Linked DNA regions of Zea mays: region 2 is linked to region 1. The links are chromatin contacts, called in public Hi-C maps. All regions are on one chromosome and are shown on one strand. Each heading gives the region's core, a stretch centred on a gene start, on an enhancer-like site or on the middle of the called end of the contact. The rest is flanking DNA. Distances are from core to core; before and after follow the strand shown.

Region 1 (3,777 bases), core at 557-3,056:
AGTGCCCCATGGTCGAGTATATAAGGCCCAGAGGGTACCCCATCATTTCCATCGACCACATACCTATATCATTAACTTTTCTCCATTTAGGAGACTTCACTTGTAACCCACCACATAAAGATCCACACCAGGAAGTAGGGTATTACGCCTCTCCAAGCGGCCCGAACTTATAGAAAATTGTCTGTCCTTCTCTCGTGCATCTAGCACGAACCATTAAGCTACAATCAACAACACCGTCCTACCCAAAAGCACCGCAAGGGGTAACCCTGGGTGTGCGGTCGGACTCTAAACACTGACAGTCACCTCAAGGCAGGGGGATCAAACAGAGGGACAACCGAACGCCTTCAAACGGTGACAAACCCATAAGGATTTACAAGAGGAGGAGCGCCGACGAGGTCCAGGAGGCTGGAGCCTCGCTAAGCCAAGACTTAGCTAGGACTTCACCTTACAGCTTCTAAGCTCCACTCCCACCTCAATAAGAGATCTAGGAGCCTCTCCTCCCTCTCTCGACTACTTGTAACCCCTACTACGAATTTGATAATCAATAGTGCCAGTAGCGCAAGCCACTGATGACTAGAAGTAGAGACATTCTGCCCGAACCAGTATAAATCTTGTGCCCTCCGCACACACCCTCTAAAGCCCGGAATGCGCACAATAAATTTACTTATAGGTGTGAGGTACGAAACACCGACACATGGTTCATCACACAGTCTAAAACATGGTTGACAATCTGTCTGAAACATGGTTCATCACACAGTCTGTCCATGAAAATAAAAAGAATCTGAAAACATGGTTCACAATCTGAAACACAATAGATACTTCATCACAAGCCCATACTTGATCACAAAAGACTGGTTCATACAAAGCCATACATCTAACATTACTTCGGATACACAAATTGCTATAGTTCTTAGGATCCAACATTTCACATTGTCAGACACCGTTACAACATGATCCAAGATACAAAAGAGACATACTTCTTAAACCATAAGACCCCATACAAGATATTCTTCAACCTAGTCCGAGTAACTAGGCATCTGGTCCGAGTCGTATTCAACGCCCTCGGATTTTTCAAAGTGCTCTTCAATGGACATGAAGTCGTCAGGGTGTGGTTCACGCGGAGATTGTGGCCAAGTGAAACTAGACACCGAGCTGAAATCATCCTCCACATCAACCTTATTGGCAGCATCCAACTCTATTTGGCAGAATAAAGAGTATTGGTCCAATCCTCCAAGAGTAAATTCGAGCGCTTCTCAGACTGCCCTATCCTCAAAAACATTTAGCGGCTTCCCCAAAGGTAGCTTCTCATGTCATATACTTAGGACACGCTTAGCAGACTCCTGCATGATTGAGATTGCCTTGTCGGCAACATCGATCTTCTGCGCCATCTATGGAAACACAAACAACAAATTATATAAGAAGAAACTGAGATATATAGTTTAGAGTTTAGTTCACCAAAAGCTTTTGAGGTATACAAGAAAACAAAGCTTTTGACGCATCAATACAACTATTAACAGGAAGAAACCCAGATATATAAGAAAATGAGTTCCACTTTAATATTAGGTACAATTTTCTCGTTCAGGGTTTAGTTCACTAGAAGCACACAAATATTAAACGATTAAGCATATTGTCGACGCTAAGATGAACCTCAAGCACACAACTATTAACAGAAAGAACATCAGGACGAGGTTTAATAACCTGTTGAACCCTAATCTGCATACCTAATCCCTAAACAATACCAGCCAAAAACTTTGTCATCACCGCATTGAGAGTGCAAAAGATGACCAAGATGATGAGAACTAACTAGAACGGAGTGAGGAACTCAATCGATGACGATGACAGTGGTAACACTGGAGGGTGGAGGTGGAGGCGGCTCGAAGCGAGGTCACGAAGAATGGCCGGTAACAGGTTTTATATTTCAGGGAACATATCTTAGCAGACTGATGTGGTTTTATATTTTTTAGCAATATTTTGTTTTTCAACAACCCCAATAACAGTTTTTTTTGGGAGAAAATTAAGTGCTCTCTTGGAGCTACTCTCTAACTGACCTATTTTCACGAACTGAACGAGAGGAATGACTACCAAGTGCCGGTAGAGCGGCAGGAGCACAACGATCCTCTCCTTTCCGTGGGTCCCACCCACCCGGCCCCTGTCGCGTTTCCGTAGTTCCTGTCCTGTCCGCGAGCCGCGTCAGCGTCAGTGCGTCACCGGCCTCCCGTCCGTCGCCGCCGCCGGGGGCCCATCCACATCCGCCGCCGCGGGCCCGTCCGTCCACCACAACGCCGCCATCCGCGGCCGAAGGCGCTCCCCCGTCCGCCCGCCACCACGCCACCGCCTCGCCCCTGTCCGCTGCCGCGCCGCCGTCAGCTCGGCCCCGTCCGCAACCGTGGCCCCATCTACATCTGTCGTCACCGCCGCCCTCCCATCACACGCCGCCATCCGTCCCCTTCGGAAGCAGTGAAGTGCTTGCGCATCCTCTACCTCTCTTTGATAAAACTGGGCTTGGGCCCGCTCCACCACGAAGGAACAAGGGAAGGGAAAGGAAGCAGCAAGCGCTCCGCCGACCTCCCCGGTCGCCGCACCGCTTCCCTCCCACGTCGCAGACGCCGCGCCCGTCGCCCGACTCGGAAGAACGGTCCTGGCCCGGCGCTCGCTCGCCCGCCGTTAGCTTGTACCCCTCCTGCTCGGATCCAAGAACGATTCCGGTATCGACGGCGGCGGCGGTGTTCCTGTTGTCACCGGCGCGTTTCGTCTCGTGCGTCTCGTTCTGTAACTGGAAAAGAAGCCGCATCATTTTCTTTTTTTACTCTTAGTTATTTCTGATTTATTTGGGTCCTGCTCTTTCTCATCTAGTTTTGGGGCCTGCTCCCGGGGTTCTTGAGTTGTTAATGTCAAGTGAGAAACCGACTGTACCAGACATTGTTTTAATCCCCCACCGTCCGGTTCTTTTTTGCACATGCCGTTGATTCAATAGTTGTCCTTCACTCTGACACCCGGAGGAAAATAAAAAGGAAAGGAAAAATAAGTGTTGAGGCAGTGAAGGGCAAAAAGATCAAATTTACGTTTAGCGAAGGTAGCTGTGTGAGAATTTGTTAATTCTGAAGTTGAGTGTTAGGAGAGTTTGTGAGGGCTGTGGAATGTCGAAGGTGAAGAACAATAATGGTTATCATGGAGTCACTGAGCCAATCTCGCTGAGTGGACCGACTGAGAAGGACCTTATGCAGACAGCTGAGGTTGAAAAGGTTGGGGATTTGTATATCTGATAAACCAAAAGCTCTTCCACATTTTTTTTTATTTTCCTCAGATTCATGCTATTTGTTTTAACAGCGTGGTTTTATTTGTGTTGATCAGTACCTTTCAGATGCAGGACTCTATGAGAGGCAAGATGAGGCTATCTTGCGAGAAGAGGTTTTAGGCAAGCTGGACCAGGTTGAACAATATCCATGGATGCCCTTCCATTTTGGATTATCATTCGCTTAGGCATATACTGATTTGAAGATGTTGGATGCTGTGGCAGACTGTGAAAGCTTGGATTAAGAAGGCTACTAGGATCAGCGGGTATGGGGAGCAATTTGTGCATGAAGCAAATGCAAAGATCTTTACATTTGGTTCATACCGTCTTGGGGTAATCCACCTTACTGTTTATCAAATATCTTTATATATATTTTATAAAAAAACTATAAACTGTTATTGTACACTGTGGTCACATTTGGTTGCTGCCTTTCCGTGCTCTGCCAAATAGCTGGCTGACCAAATTAAGGCGACCCAGGAATCGGC
Region 2 (3,777 bases), core at 579-3,078, 260 kb before region 1:
CACCACCACGGAGCTCGAACATGCTAGATCGACAAGTATAGCAGCTTTGACCAATTGTGGCTGCGGGATTGTCTGGTTCTACAGGAGCAGGAACAGAAAGCAGTGTCACCATTCATTCATGTTCTTGTATGCGGTGTCTGATCGGCCATAAATTTCCTGACAGGGGAGGGCATGCATTTCTGTTTCAGTTCAAAAAACGGCGCCCCCCTCCCCTGTCTACGTACTCCTACGTACCCGACTCGGTCCGTGGGTCATCACATTACACGAGCCTAAGCAAAATTTATGGCGTCACGTACGGTACGGTAGGAGACGGCAGCCGCTCCATCTAGGAGGCTACGCCATCGCCCCATATGCCTAAACCACAAGCTATGTGCCCAGGTAGCCGACGTTGAGGTCGATCCGCGGCTTCTTGCTCGCGGCCGGCGCTGGCGCCGGCGGGGCCGGGACGTGGGACTCGCAGCGCGGGCACCGCGGGTCGCTCCGGGAGATTAGCACGTACAGGAAGCACCTGGGGCACGCCGCGGCCACCATCCCGCCGCCGGAGGGCGAGTCGCAGCCGTCGCCCTGCTCCACGCCGCCGCCGCCGCCGCCGCCGCCGCCGCGGCGCTTCACGGAGGACGTGGTCACGGAAGACGACGACGGGGACGCGCCCGCGCCGCTGTGCTGCTGCTGCTGGTGCGGGTGCGGGGACTGGTGCTGCCTGCCGCGCTCGAACCGCTCCAGGGCCGTCTTCACCTTCTCGATCGTGCACACGCTGTGGTACGTAGCCGTGGCGCCGCCCGCGACCGCTGGTGCCGCTGCCGCTGCCGCCGTCGCGGCGCAGGGCTTCGTGGTGGCGGCTACCGGGAACAGGTTCAGGTCCCTCGGCGCCGCCGGGCACGCGTGCTTCTGCTGGTGCACCCTCGCGGGCTGCACGTGGGCGCACAAAAAAAAAACATTAGCTTCGTTTCTCAACTAGAGCAAGTACAACTGATTGTGATTATAGATAAGCGTAAGCTAATGCAGCTACTGATGTGCTAGTAAATTCTTCTATAATCACAACTGATTGTGATTATAGATAATAAAGCACAAAAAAGGACAGCATGCATGTGCAAGTACAGATTTTAGTATTTCGCGTTTAGTTTAGTGGGAATGTTTAATGGTTCTGGTAGAGCAACATGTTTCATATAAAATTCTGATCACGAGGGAATGGAATTTGGACTAATATTACTATTGACCACTTGCAAATCCAAACTGGATACTATAGGCTATAGCAGAATAGTCGTCTTGGATGGAGGCCTCGGACCAAGACTTTTCCACGTTGGAGAAAGCGAAGAAAGTTCTTCCTTCTTCGAAAAACTTATGAACACCAAGGTCAAGGTGCGCTCTTCCAATTCAATCAAGCAACATCAGCAAGCGGGTCCGATCCGAAGGCGAGCATGCACAGGCACATCACACGCAGAGGCAGGGGAGAGCAGAGAACAGAGAGGCTTTGCGAATTCAAAGACAGCACGGGGCCGAGGTGCTTACCACGGCGTCATTCCTGGCGGACGCGTCCCTGGCGTCGTCTTCGGCGGCGGCGCACCCGCCGAGGAAGTCCCTGGTGACGAGCTCCGCCGCCCTCCCGCCGGTGGCTCCCCGCGCCATGAACCCCAGCGCCTCGGCCGCCATCTCGCCTCTCGTCTCTAGCTCAGCCGCAGCATGCGGCGACGGCCGTTTCGCCTTGGCGGTGGCAGCTCTCAGGCGCGCAGGCAGAGAGAGAGAGGGAGAGAGAGACGAAGGGGGGAGGAGGATGTGTGTGTCGTGCACTCGCTGGTAGCAGTAGTAGTGCTAGCGCAGGAGGGGAGAGAGAGGAGGTGCGTGGGCGAGCAGGGCAGAGGACGAGGAGGGAGCGAGCGAGTGATAAAAAAGGGTCGGGGTTTGGAGGCACGTATGGGCGCGGCATTAATTAAGGTGTTGGAAAGGCGAGGCATGAGGACAAGATGTGCAATGAATGCGAGCGGGGTAGGCCGCATTGATGGCAGATGGCGCCCGCTGTGTGTGATGGGGATGGACCAGCCTATGCCACTCACTGCTCTGCGCCTCCCCCGTCTAGTACTCTCGTGTACTACGCGTAGCTGAACCGGAGGAGCCGAGCCGTCGTAGTTGAGTACCGTACTCCAGCTCCAGCGCCACACACACACTTGCGGGTTGCGTGGGGATCACGCGGGACCCACGCCCCGAGATCTTCATTGGGATCGGTAAACAATTGACACACTAGGAATGTGGTGCCGGACGAATAATCTTTTCCCTTTTTCTTAATTCTCGTAGCTTAGGGTTTTACAACTGCACTTAATATAGAGCTTCTTGAGTCTAAGGCCTAATTGAAAAAATAAAATAGGTGAACTCTTCGCGAAGAGTCCGTTTTTCACGACTTTCTATACACGTTGTGTCTTAGCTGTATTTATGATCTACTAGCTGAATGCCCGTGCGTTGCAACGGAAATATATAATACCAGTATACTACGATAACTTATATATAAAATATGTGTTATACCGTTATGCGAAAATGTTTCATAATCAATTTGTGATTCTGGCCATACATAAATTTTGTTATTCATAATCTATCTGTTTCACCACTATATTGCAACCATCAGTATCATGCAGACTTCGATATATGTCACGATTTGCATGGTCTCATTATTGGAGAGCATGTTTCACACATACCGGAAGAAATTCCCTCGTACATCGTTAGTCATCGGACACGTACCACCATACGCTTTTGCTTAAACAAAAAGGTGAGTGTGTGTATTTGCAAGACGAATGGTCAAACATCGTATAACCATAAAGTTAGAATACTATATTAATATATTAAATAAATTAATCCAATAGATATAGATTAACCCAATTAACATAGAATAAAATAAATATCTAATTATAAAAGTATGAAACATGGTATAATCAATGTTGTTACTGCGTAGTAAATATTCATACGAGACTAACACAACTGAAACAGTTCAATTTAGAATTAAAATGAGGAAGCTGCGAATTTCCAAAGTTTCTATGTATTTGATATATGATTAATTAGGAAATCAATTTATTGTTGTTTTCATGACAAAACATAGGTATTATGTGATAAAAAATAATATTATAGAATTATAGAAATTGGAATGAACTTATTTGGATTTAATATGAAATTTCCATGAATTAAATGGGTTTCTGCAATTATTTTTAAACTAAAAATCAATTTCTAAACTCCTTTTCCCTATTTTCTTTATTTCCTAGACTGCGTTCCAAATTCCAGAAAGATCAGGGACCAAGCTATAAATGTTTTTCTAGACTCAGTGAGCATACAGAATGGACGGCGGGTTAAACACAAATAAATTCTTAGTTGAAGTTGTACACAATTCAACATGAGTCATGTTGGTTAGAGGGTGGAAGGCTAGGCATCCTACTCAATAGATCCAAGGTTCAATCCCTAAGCAGCCATAGTTTGATTTTTTTTCTGCGCGCGAAACGGGGGAGGGCAGAACGGCAGAACACGGGAGAGGGCAGAACGGCAGACTACTCTTACCTTCTTAATAAGTAGTATAGATAGTCTCAAGGTTGTATCATGAAGTCTCTTAGCCATCTCTTATAATTAGGCCGTCCGCAATGGCTGTCTCAAATAACTAAATGATTTGGAGCTGAGAGAAAAATAAAAATAGTAATCTATCTCACCACTAGTATTCGGTCACACACGTAATACACCCAGTTTATTGAAATACGTGAAATCTTTTATCTATTTGGTCATCACTAGTATAGGTATACATTCGGGACG

What was found. A called contact is a pair of places that touch in the nucleus more often than the background predicts.
Region 2: a Hi-C map of ear shows a contact between it and region 1, with 1.8 times the contacts expected there. The contact joins the promoter of LOC100277418 here to the promoter of LOC103643777 in region 1. A contact is called at or near these places in 2 of 25 Hi-C or Micro-C datasets (bundle sheath and ear).

The regions. Positions count from the first base shown.
Region 1 is chr1:264,914,374-264,918,150 of Zm-B73-REFERENCE-NAM-5.0, reverse strand. It overlaps LOC103643777 (nuclear poly(A) polymerase 1), which reads left to right and starts at 1,806. Exons shown (of 13, transcript XR_002266495.2): 1 at 1,806-3,242; 2 at 3,352-3,429; 3 at 3,518-3,625.
Region 2 is chr1:265,178,193-265,181,969 of Zm-B73-REFERENCE-NAM-5.0, reverse strand. It overlaps LOC100277418, which reads right to left and starts at 1,828. Exons shown (of 2, transcript NM_001165631.1): 1 at 1,510-1,828; 2 at 143-909. The coding sequence starts at 1,650. The coding sequence ends at 367.